Linked DNA regions of Zea mays: all the other regions are linked to region 2. The links are chromatin contacts, called in public Hi-C maps. All regions are on one chromosome and are shown on one strand. The core of a region is the stretch at or near the end of the contact, and the rest is flanking DNA. Distances in the headings are between cores, read along the strand shown. Region 1 has its middle 44 kb from the start of LOC103647429. Region 2 has its middle 16 kb from the start of LOC103647427. Region 3 holds the start of LOC100304227.

Evidence for each region. Hi-C and Micro-C count contacts between places; a contact is called where the count stands out from the background.
Region 1: a Hi-C map of tassel shows a contact between it and region 2, with 2.2 times the contacts expected there. The contact joins two enhancer-like sites. A contact is called at or near these places in 4 of 25 Hi-C or Micro-C datasets (bundle sheath, endosperm, leaf and 1 more).
Region 3: a contact with region 2 is called in a Hi-C map of ear, with 2.4 times the contacts expected there. The contact joins the promoter of LOC100304227 here to the enhancer-like site in region 2. A contact is called at or near these places in 3 of 25 Hi-C or Micro-C datasets (ear, leaf and tassel).

What each region holds. Positions count from the first base shown.
Region 1 is chr2:186,309,151-186,312,796 of Zm-B73-REFERENCE-NAM-5.0, reverse strand. No RefSeq gene overlaps it. Among protein-coding and RNA genes, the nearest start is that of LOC103647429, 44 kb to the right of the region's middle. Within about 2 kb of position 1,331, at least 11 of the 20 cell types and tissues checked have an H3K27ac peak or open chromatin away from gene starts, as enhancers often do. A contact at or near this core is called in tassel, where this site is marked.
Region 2 is chr2:186,102,034-186,105,439 of Zm-B73-REFERENCE-NAM-5.0, reverse strand. No RefSeq gene overlaps it. Among protein-coding and RNA genes, the nearest start is that of LOC103647427, 16 kb to the right of the region's middle. Within about 2 kb of position 1,704, at least 19 of the 20 cell types and tissues checked have an H3K27ac peak or open chromatin away from gene starts, as enhancers often do. A contact at or near this core is called in ear, leaf and tassel, where this site is marked.
Region 3 is chr2:185,870,423-185,873,774 of Zm-B73-REFERENCE-NAM-5.0, reverse strand. LOC100304227 reads left to right here and starts at 1,407. Exons shown (of 11, transcript NM_001165673.1): 1 at 1,407-1,736.

The sequences.
Region 1 (3,646 bases), core at 82-2,581, 210 kb before region 2:
GACCTTCGTCATGTGCCTTCAGATGTTGCGACCTTCGTCATTAGATTGCAGATGCATGATCATGTTACCCATTCCTTTAGACTGTGTCCAGTGGACTTTGGAAAATAGAAGATACAAAATTGTAAATGACATTGTTTGTAGAACAAAGTTTAAAATAGAATATAAGATAGGAGATGAGATATGAGATCTGCTGAAGATCATAGCTTTATGCATGCATGAAAACCTAGACAGAGCACAATTATTTTCTCTCTCAACTTCAGTGTTTGTTTGAGATATGATGAGTTTGAGGGGAAACCGGGAAGGGGTTGTTTGTTAATGTATATATCATGTATTTTACCTACTAGACCATACGGTGTTATGTGCACTTCTCTACATCCCTACGTTTCCACCATGGAGCATGGTTATACAGCCGAGTTGCATCGATCGAAACTCATATCTATCTCAACATACAGAAGAATATATGTAATTAAGTTTCACGCTAAGTAGTGTGCTGTTCTGCACGCGACGAGCGTACGTACGCGTGCACGGCCCCGTGGAATTAATAGAGTTTGCCCGTACGTCGTACTTGTACACATATATACATATGGACGATCTAACAGTCGTACTTCGTTCTACACACGTTGGTACTACTGGTAGTGGTAGCTAGTACGTGCGTAGTACTCCTGCACTATTTATAAGAATATAAGTTGGACCCGTATGAGCAGCAAATACTACTGCATATGGTCTATGTTAATTCATATAATATTACGACTGCACACGTACAAAAGCGATGATCTGATCCTTAGGTCTGGAGACGACGACGATGCTCGCACATTCTTCAGTATTTGCCTGCATATGTCCTGCAGCTATTAGCGGCCTCCCTCAACGAACGATCGATCCCATTCAGAGGAGAATAGGAGATAGAAGCGCAAGCGTGAAACAAGCTAGCACCAGCAGATTTAAAGCATGCACGCACGCAATATCTCTATTTAATTTCACGCGATCGATCGACACCGTACCCATAGACGCCAGTGGTTCTTGCGCGCGGCGGTAGCAGACGTTGGTTTCAGCCTATATATGCATTTTTTTGCAGGCTAGCAGTGTGCAGTATAGCCATAGCCCATAGCCAGTTAGCTCCATCACCATTGCATGGAGGTTGAGGACGACCCGGCTGGTGCTTGCTGTGCCCATGAAACAATGGATCGCACAGCCGGAGTTAGTACGAGAGCATGCATGGTCGGGAACCGCCGGCAGGGAGCTTGGAGGCGAGGCCATTCCTTGAGAGTTGAAAAGGTCGTCGTCGACGCGTACGTACTCATCCTGTCTTGTCAGGAAACCAAGTCATCAAAGCCCATTACGAGCAGTACGGACCTGAATAAAAATCAGCAAGTACGCGGTTTGGTGAAGGCATGCGGTGCATGTGGTGGGCCGGCCGGGTTGCCAAAGCTTTTTGTTCGTCGTCCCCCTCACCGATGTGATGTGACCAATGCATCTCACATACTTAACAATAAATTCTAAAATAAATCTGCCAAGGTATACTCGTGAATCTTACTTTATCCTGCACACGATAAGTTTGGAACTAAATCCATTAGATCTAGAGATTGTAACCGAGTCAGTGACTAGTTTTGGCTTGTAATGGATCCATCAGATCGTAACCAAGTCAATTTAAGTTTTCTATATTTTTATGTGTGGTTATCCTAAGCCTAATTTCCCTATATGATAGCGAGGGTGTTGTCCCTGAAAGATATGAGAAACAATCAAAATACTACATGTTAGTGCTTTATATATGGGAGTCTTTATTTGGTGCTACGTGATCTTAGGCTCCTAGTGTAAATTCAAACGCATATCGTTTGAAACGCTAGATTTTTTGCAATCTCGTGTTTGGATCTGGTACACCACATGCTAATAAATAATAGAAATATGGATTAAACACAAGACATATAATTTTACGTGGAAAACCCTTACGAGAAAAACCACAGCGCCAACCGCAATCTTCATTGTATGTTGATTGTTAAGAGTTTATAGATAGAAGACAACGAATACAATGTGTCGTGTCTCTTCCCGTGTGACTAACAAGATGTATATAGAAAGCTGACAGACTACAATTTAATACAAAATAATTCCGTTAATTGACATAACCTCAAACCGTAGTTCTCTGGCCGTCCCCGCAAGGCTCATGTTAGAATTCAGATTATATTCTAACAAATTATAGCAGTGGACATCTGCTTTTGACATAACAGCATTGTACTAAATAGCGGGCTACAGCAGCAGCGTTCTTATTCTGAGCATAAACATCATCCACGGCAACGAGCTTACTATGTTTTATTGAAAATAAAATCTACTAACACACATTATATATGCCCCATTTTGACATGGCTCAAATCCAAATACACACTATATATGCTACTTTCATTTTGGCAAAGCTAGACTGCCGTTTAGACCTAAGAGCATCTCCAACAAACTAGCTAAATGGCTAGTCAAGCCAAATTTTGGCTATTCAACGACAAAATAACTCTCCAACAGACTAGCTATCTGACTCGCTAAGCTATCCAATTCTCCAAATTAACTTCCTCACTAGCTAGCCAAACTTGACTAGCCACCTGACTAGCCAAATTAGATAGATAGTCTGTTGGAATGAGATGTTACATATAAAGTGTAATTTTATGAAAAGACAAATAGAGAGTCAAATAGAGGAAAAAAATGAAAAGTTTCTTGTAGATGCTCTAAAGCCGCCGAAAATAACTGTAACTGTTGTAGTGTTTAGCATACTGTCAACTTTGACATAGTAAACTAAAAAAACAGTCACGATTGGAACGCAGCAGGCAAAAACAAAAACAGAACATGGGCCCATAGTAGATCCTAATTTTGATTTTTTGCTTTCCGTAAGGGAGGCCCAGTGAAGAATTAACGACACATGAACATAAGGAATCAAACCCAAAAAAGACCATGCTAGCTGATGGAATGAGGCCCAGTATGAAAATGAAATTACCTTTTTCCTAAAGAAAAGTTCTGCTGTGCTATTTAGCCTTTTTTATCTTTCTAAAGCTACTTATTTGTCCTAGATTCTTAGAAACTATCTTCGGTTTCCATATACGATCATTTGGTTAGTTTGAGACCTAACCGTGCTAAGGCCATTTACCATAAAGATTATATAATCCAGCTTAAATAAGTTAAGATGTAAACAAACAACACAAACTATTAGGTGGATTATATAATCTAGATACCTAGATTATGATAATATTTTGTATAGTTTAAAGTTGTCATAGTTGCATAAAATAAGAAATATATTGTTTGTGAACAATGTGGAATATTGCCCAAAATTAAACAGAGACAAGCAGCTGAACTCTACAAATTCATTTATTTTTTTGCCTAGATCGAGGTAAAATTGTTATTTTGCCTCTGACTCCAAAACTAACGGAAGACCACAATGGCTTGCACGTTGCATCCTTCCCACGCTCGAGACGGCTATGACGACATCATCTACCGCCGGTAACCCGGCCCTTTAGCCCATGAGTGTCACATGGAATCAAATCGTTGAGGGTTTGAGCTCCAAAACATGGACCGAAAGAAGATCTAGCAAAATAATCGTGTTGCTACGTTGGTAATAAAACATGTTAAAGTCAGCTGTAAGGACTGCTGCAGCTATAATCTACAGAGACAAAGCACA
Region 2 (3,406 bases), core at 455-2,954:
TATATGGTAACTCATTAATAAGTATGATACTACCCATTGGGAATAGCTTTAATTGGCTATATATTACATGGTAACATCATAAAGTCCCCTTTAGACTATATTAATAACCTTCCTACTAGTAAAATGGCCGCTGAGGTAGGTGTTCGTTGTGACGATGTCCTCACGCATTCCAACGGAGAGCTATCGCATCCCCCCCACCTGGGGAAGGTGCTCGTCGTGCTACCGTCCACGCACCATCCTCAATGTCGAAGAAACAATTTATTGCATCAAGGATTTAAACATCGTTTTTGCCCACTCTCACACCATCCTATGTGTGTGCATCTCGTCCATCCTCTCGACCAACGATCACTTCATGATGGTGGTGCCCTCTCCACCACCTCCCCGTCTAGCCCTGTTTTCCACGCTGATGCTGGGCCGCTCCATCACAGATCAACAGCCTCTCGCTATCCATCGCGCTTGAAGATGGATGATCGGGGGAGCGCAGCAGGCGAGCCACGCTAGCTGTTGCGCCACAGGTACCCTAGTAGGCCACTCGGCTCGTCTACTCCCGCTTGGCCACCCGACACCATGTCGCGGTTGTGGGGCTCATGCCGGCTCCACACGGGCCACGGAGCTCCCCTGTGTCGCTACCCTGGACACACATTGTGGATCTGGTGTAGGCTCGTCTCAGGCCGCGAAGCTACAATGCAGCTACTAGTATTAATGCCGTTGACGGAGATCACAGGGTGGGGGGTTGGCGGCGTTGATTGTGTGTGAGGTTAATCGCGGGGGCTGGAACGTTGGTGAGGCTAGGGAGGCTAGAGGCGGGTGAGGGATGACAAAAAAAACAGTGACGTTGGATACGATGTATTAAGAGGGATGAAGCGAATGAAGCGGTCTGGAGTGTTGGTTTTAATGGTGGGATTTAGTTAGTGGTAATTTGTTGTGTATACTTAGTGATATTTTAACTGATTGGTTATATATAATAGGGGTATACATAGAAGGTAGCTCCCGGCCTCCGCTCCGCGCGAAAGAGGTCAGCCGCCGCCGCCGCCGCCGGTGATGGCCACTTACTCCCTGATGGTGCGGTCGTTGGATGGCAGAGAGGACAAGCGGTTTAGGTGCATGCGGTGACACTGATCCCCATGAACATACCCCGGCCGTCGGACGCGGCCCCTTCCTGATGGCGCTGGGTGAAGTAAATGAGCAAATGTTATTAGGAGGGCAGCACCGTTTGGCAAGTGCTGCCTTTGTGGTGCGCACAGGTGGGGATCGAAAGAACAGTGCGAACGATCTGTAGTTACGAGCGCTTTGTTTTTGCATGACGTGATGGCCGGACAAGCTAGCGGCCGGTGGCACACCATGCGCACCTACGGTACACGGGGCGGTTCTCAGGAGCTATTTACAGTGTATCCTTTTGTAGAGGAACTTGAATATACAATACAAGGAGCAAGTAGTAGACCTCCTCCGTGTCCGTTTGAGGCGTGGGACAGGATAGGACGGGCTCAGAATGTTCTGGTCCAGTACGCATGCAACAACCGGAGGAGGGAGGCACAGGCACCACCGGGACGGTGGCAGTCGGTGGTGCAGATCACGGCCGTTCTCCTGGACTGACGTTGCTTGCCAGTTGCCAACAACCCAACACGCGCACAGCGGAGGCTGTTGCGCGCGCGGGGGCAGCGCCGCAGTCGGAAATGGGCAGTGGGCACGAGCCGGCGAGGCGGGGAGCAGGCCTAGCGCCCGGCTGCCTGAGTGCCTGCTGCGGGCTGCTTCTGCGCTCTGCAAGCCGCCACCCATGGGGGGGCTCCCTGGCGGCGGATGGGGAGGTTACTTCAGAACTGGAAGGGTGGTTTGTTTTGCCGTGTGGTTATTGTGGTTGGGACCGGCCGCGCATGACATGGACAGCAGCGGTGACGATCTGTCGGGTTGGCGGTAGGGCCGTGGCAAGGAAACCACGACCCCGTGTGAAGAAATGGTGACCAGAGGAGATTCATGAAGAACAAAGTATTTTGCTATTTAATTTTGAATATCTGATCGAATGCTCCACGATTTTATTTATTCGAGCGTAGTACATGTATGTAGTGTAAAAAAGATGCAGGAGGTTCCTGCCCCCTTTTTGCGGTTTAGATTTGCAAATGCCAGGGGAATCAGGACGTGTGCGGTACCAGACGCGGGGCGCCGACCGGGCCACGGTTTTTTGTCAGGTTGACACCGGCGCCTCGAGCTGGCCTAGCCTGACTGCCATGCCATCACAGCACCGGGGCTAGTTATCGCGGCTGACAGCACGCACGCCACGCCACGCTGTCCCGTGTGCAAGCGCAACGTGACCGGGGTTAATGTGCCCTGTCCTGTGGTGGAGTGTTAAGGCATGGGGGCTGATTGGACGCATGGTGGAGTGCTGCCAGATCCGTTTGCAGAGGTCCGCAGGAAATGAATTTTACTGTTTTTTTGTTTTTGTTACCGATTGACAAGGCAGCGGCCGCACGTCAACTGCCTCCAGCAATACACGCTAAATGGTTCTGTACTCTAAATTTAGAGTACGAAACATTCTCTACGCCGTCCAACAAGGAACTCTAAATGGAACTCTAAAATATAGAGAACGTACGGCGAACTCTAAACGTAGAGGAGTCTACGCACGCTATCCGTCTGCTCAGCCCTGGGCCCGCTCTTCAATGTGGTCATCCGTCTGTAGCTACCTCTGCTACCTCCGCTGGCCGATTAATTCTAGTCTTTTTTTTTGCGTGTAAATCTAATAGTAGCAGCACTTTTGCTAATTGGGATTATTAGATTAGTATTATCAGTTTATGTCCAATACATATATAGATATGTACGTAGACGGCGTTATGAGAAAAACGATTAGTAATGTCGGTTGCAAAATGTAATTATTATAATTAGCTCCTAATTCATTTTTATAAAATTTCTAGAAATAAATAACTTCATTTTTTCATTACGCACATAAGTTCAAATTGTATTAATATCAAAAAAATGAGTATTAAAATAAGTATATGAATTCTGTTAGATATAGAGTACCGAATTTAGAGAACGTTGCTGGAGTTGGCGAAGATATAGAGGACGAAATTTTTTAGAGGGTTCTGTAAATAATAGAAAATATTTCTTTAGAGGATAGAATTTAGGGGACGTTGCTGGAGACAGCCTGATGCTGCTGCTTTTTCCCCAGCCGTGCCGTGCTGATGTTTTCCTGACGTTCAGTGACAGAGCGTGAGCGGTGGTGGTGGGTGACGCACGCCGACGTGAGCTACTGCAATATTCCAATGCCGAGTCGTACTCGTACATACAGGAATCCAAAGACGGGCTTGTTGTCGAGTGGCCCGTCGGCCTCCCAACTTCAATCTGGGCCGGAAGGGCCTGTCAGCCCACGGAACGAAACGGCCTCCCAACTTCAATCTGCTGCCAAACTGCCATGGCA
Region 3 (3,352 bases), core at 158-2,657, 230 kb after region 2:
CGCCAATCTGGGCAGCGCCAATCACTAGGTGGTGTACCGTTTGGCGGTGTCCTCTGCGGTGGCGCGGACGGTCCACGACCTAGCAACAGGGTCGTCTTCCTCCTCCTTGCTGGAATCTAGATCTCGTCCCCTAGGGGAGAAGATCTTAAGGTGCTCTGGGTCGACAGGTCACCCGGGGCGTCCCTAGACGACGTGGAGTCGCCTAAGAATTAAGAGATCAATTCGGGGAAGAGGTCTTGGATGGATAATTAGATCTTGCCCCCCGGGAGGGGTGAGATCCTAGGGTCGTTTTGGGATCGACAGGCCACCTAAGACGGATCTAGACGATGTAGAGTCGAATAGGGGTGGAGGTGGATATGCGGAAGGCTACAACTAGAACTACGCTACATCTACTCCTAGGATAGGAAAAGTAAATAAAGTAATTGGTTCAATTGAAATGTGTTCGGGGGTTCTCAATCGGCCGTACCCCTTTATATTTATAGGGGAGGAGGTCTGAACCTTTTCCTAAGAGATAGCCAACAACTCCCACGTGATTAGATAGATAACCACGCATGGGATAAGGATAAAACATCCGAGTTAATCTAATCTCGAGACAGGCGGACTGTCCGGGCCCAAGGGTTGGACCGTCCACTTATTTTGGTGTCCAACAGTTCCATTCAACAATGTAGTAATATATAATATCTACATATAATCCTTATGTAGACATGTATGTATAATACACGAAAATTAGGCAATATGTATATACATGTCCACATGAGGATTATATATGCCATTTTATCGCCATACCACCTTCTCAGCGGCATAAATCTTTTCTATGAAAACCATTATATATAACATAGTTTGGCTAAACATTATTCTATAGGATTCATGCTAGCTACCTCGTTCTACAAGCTATGGTCATGTGGGGGAATGATAGACAAATGAAATTTGTTAGGGTGAGTGGAGTACGTTTGTTTCATGTTCAAACATACATTGCAATTATATAATACAAATTTGATGTTTTATTCTCTTATGTCTTTGTGTGTAGGAAGCAAAGATTCTTCAAAGTAACTTTATGCTTGACCTGTTAAGTTACAAAGACAATTCGTGTCGATATATCATTCCTGCAAACATACAACAGAGACTTATCATCGCTAAAAAACATTAGATTAGTGTACAATTGTCGACATATTTGGCTATCATTAAAAATTCTATATTGACTCTTTAAAAATAATTTGTGCGATATTGATAAAATTTGTAACATGGATTTTATATATTATAATGATGTTTATCGTTTTGTATCTATATTTTATAGAATTTTTTAACTTTCGTGGTAAAGCATGGTCACGAACCTATTACTAGTTTAATTTTAAAACACCACTTTAAAGCATGGGTTGGAGATGCTCTCAGTCGAGTTCTCGCAGTCTCGTCCGTTTCTCTTCTCCTGTGTCTATCTCCACCTCTCCTCCACCCGGGCGATCTGCTCTTTGGACTTCAGCGGTTTAGCCCAAACCCTTCTTCCTCCTCGGTGCACTCCAATGCGTCGCATTCCGTCCTTCTAATCCCGACGCATTCTCTCGTTGCAGACCCCATCGTTCTATCTCTCCGTCGTCATCTATCTGTGCTCCCCACCTCCCGCTCCCTTTTCGTTGCGCCTCGGGGCCGCTGCGCTGGTGATTTGCGTCGCCTCCCCCCCTGGGGTTAATGTGACGGCCCTGCCGACGATCTTGCCTGACGACTAGTTTCTTCTCTAGCTGGTAAGCTACTGAAACTCGCCTGTACGGATTGTTCTAGGGTTTATTCTAGGGCCAGATTTGCTTATTTGGGTCCCTATATATTGCCACTCGCCAAAATACCCCACTAACATTGTCAATAGCTAAAATACCCCACAATACAACTTATTCTTGCTAGATTACCCCACTGTCATTTGTTGTGAGTCTAGTTCTGTTGTAGTGCCTATTTTACCCTTGTTAAACACTTCCGGTTAAACACCGTTTGCTCGCAACATCTCGTACGCATCTTGCCCCGTATGTCAGATCAACAAATTGGTTGTAGGCATGGTTTGCGATCTCGGCCAGAAATAACTTATCGCTAGCTTGTGCTGGATTGCCTACCTGCCAGCAGTTGTTTGACCATTCTTAAATTCCCTGGTTCAAGCAAAGTTCCCACTTAGAGAAGCAAAGGTGATTTAAGCTAAAAAAATTATGCTGCTGATCTAACCAATTGCAGCCCTTTTCTTCAGGCCTGAAGCATGGCTAATTAGTGTTAGAGGAAGTGTTACTTGTGCGCCTGAAGCATGGCTAATTAGTGTTACAGGAAGCAAGATGCTTACGTGATGTTGTCTACAAATAGTGTTTAATCGGGAAGTGTTTTTAACAGGGGTAAAATATGCACTATAGCAGAACTGGACTCACAACAAATGAAAATGGGGTAATTTAGCGAGGAACCGATGTACTGTGGTGTATTTTAGCTATTGACAATGTTAGTGGGGTATTTTGGCGAGCGGCAATGTATAGGGACCCAAATAATTAAATTTGCCCATTCTAGGATTGGACCTATTCTTTGCTGTGACTCTAAATCAATGAAATCTGAAACCCTTTCCCTATTTCAGTAGGTTGGACGATTTGTGTGCTGCGGGACCCCACTAATCCTACCTAACCACGCGTAGTTCGATTAGGTGCTTTAGTGGGCGCCCCGCGCAGTTTTAAAAAGAATTAGGAGGGTCGTCTAGCCTTAGAGATATTCCCCAGTCTGTTTCTTTTGACGCATCATTTTTCTGATGATAAATTCTGATTTAGCAATAGTACTCACTCATTTTTTCCTATTTGCTTCGAGAAAAAAAATCGCCGTTCATAGTTTGATTTATGTATCTGCATGACTGATTCTTTATTGCGAGTGAGTAGATTTCTTTGGCAAGGACTGGTTGATGTAACTATTTAAGACTATGACGCTGAGCAGACACCTTGATGGTTTCTCGATTAGGATGTTGGGTTGATCTCATCCGCTTTGGTCAAAGGACTGAACTAGACTCTAACTCCGTGCCCTGATTGGAGGCGCAACAAATGGTCTCGACATCCTTTCACACTGTATATATATAAAAAGAGAGATGCCTGGCACGTGAATCAAGGTTCACCGTGGCCTCGTCTCCTGTACACTATTTGTGAGATCCTATCTATCTCTTACGCGACCAGTGAAGAAAATACTGTCGCTTCAGAGTCGAGCTACATCACCCTAATGGTGTTCCCATTGAATCCCAAAGGTATAACCTACAAGTTTTTACGCATCTATTAGATAGGGCTCGGGTACAAGGTCCTACAGGGTCTAACAGTGGTACTGGTGCAAGGTTGGTGTCCAGACCTTATAATACTAGATG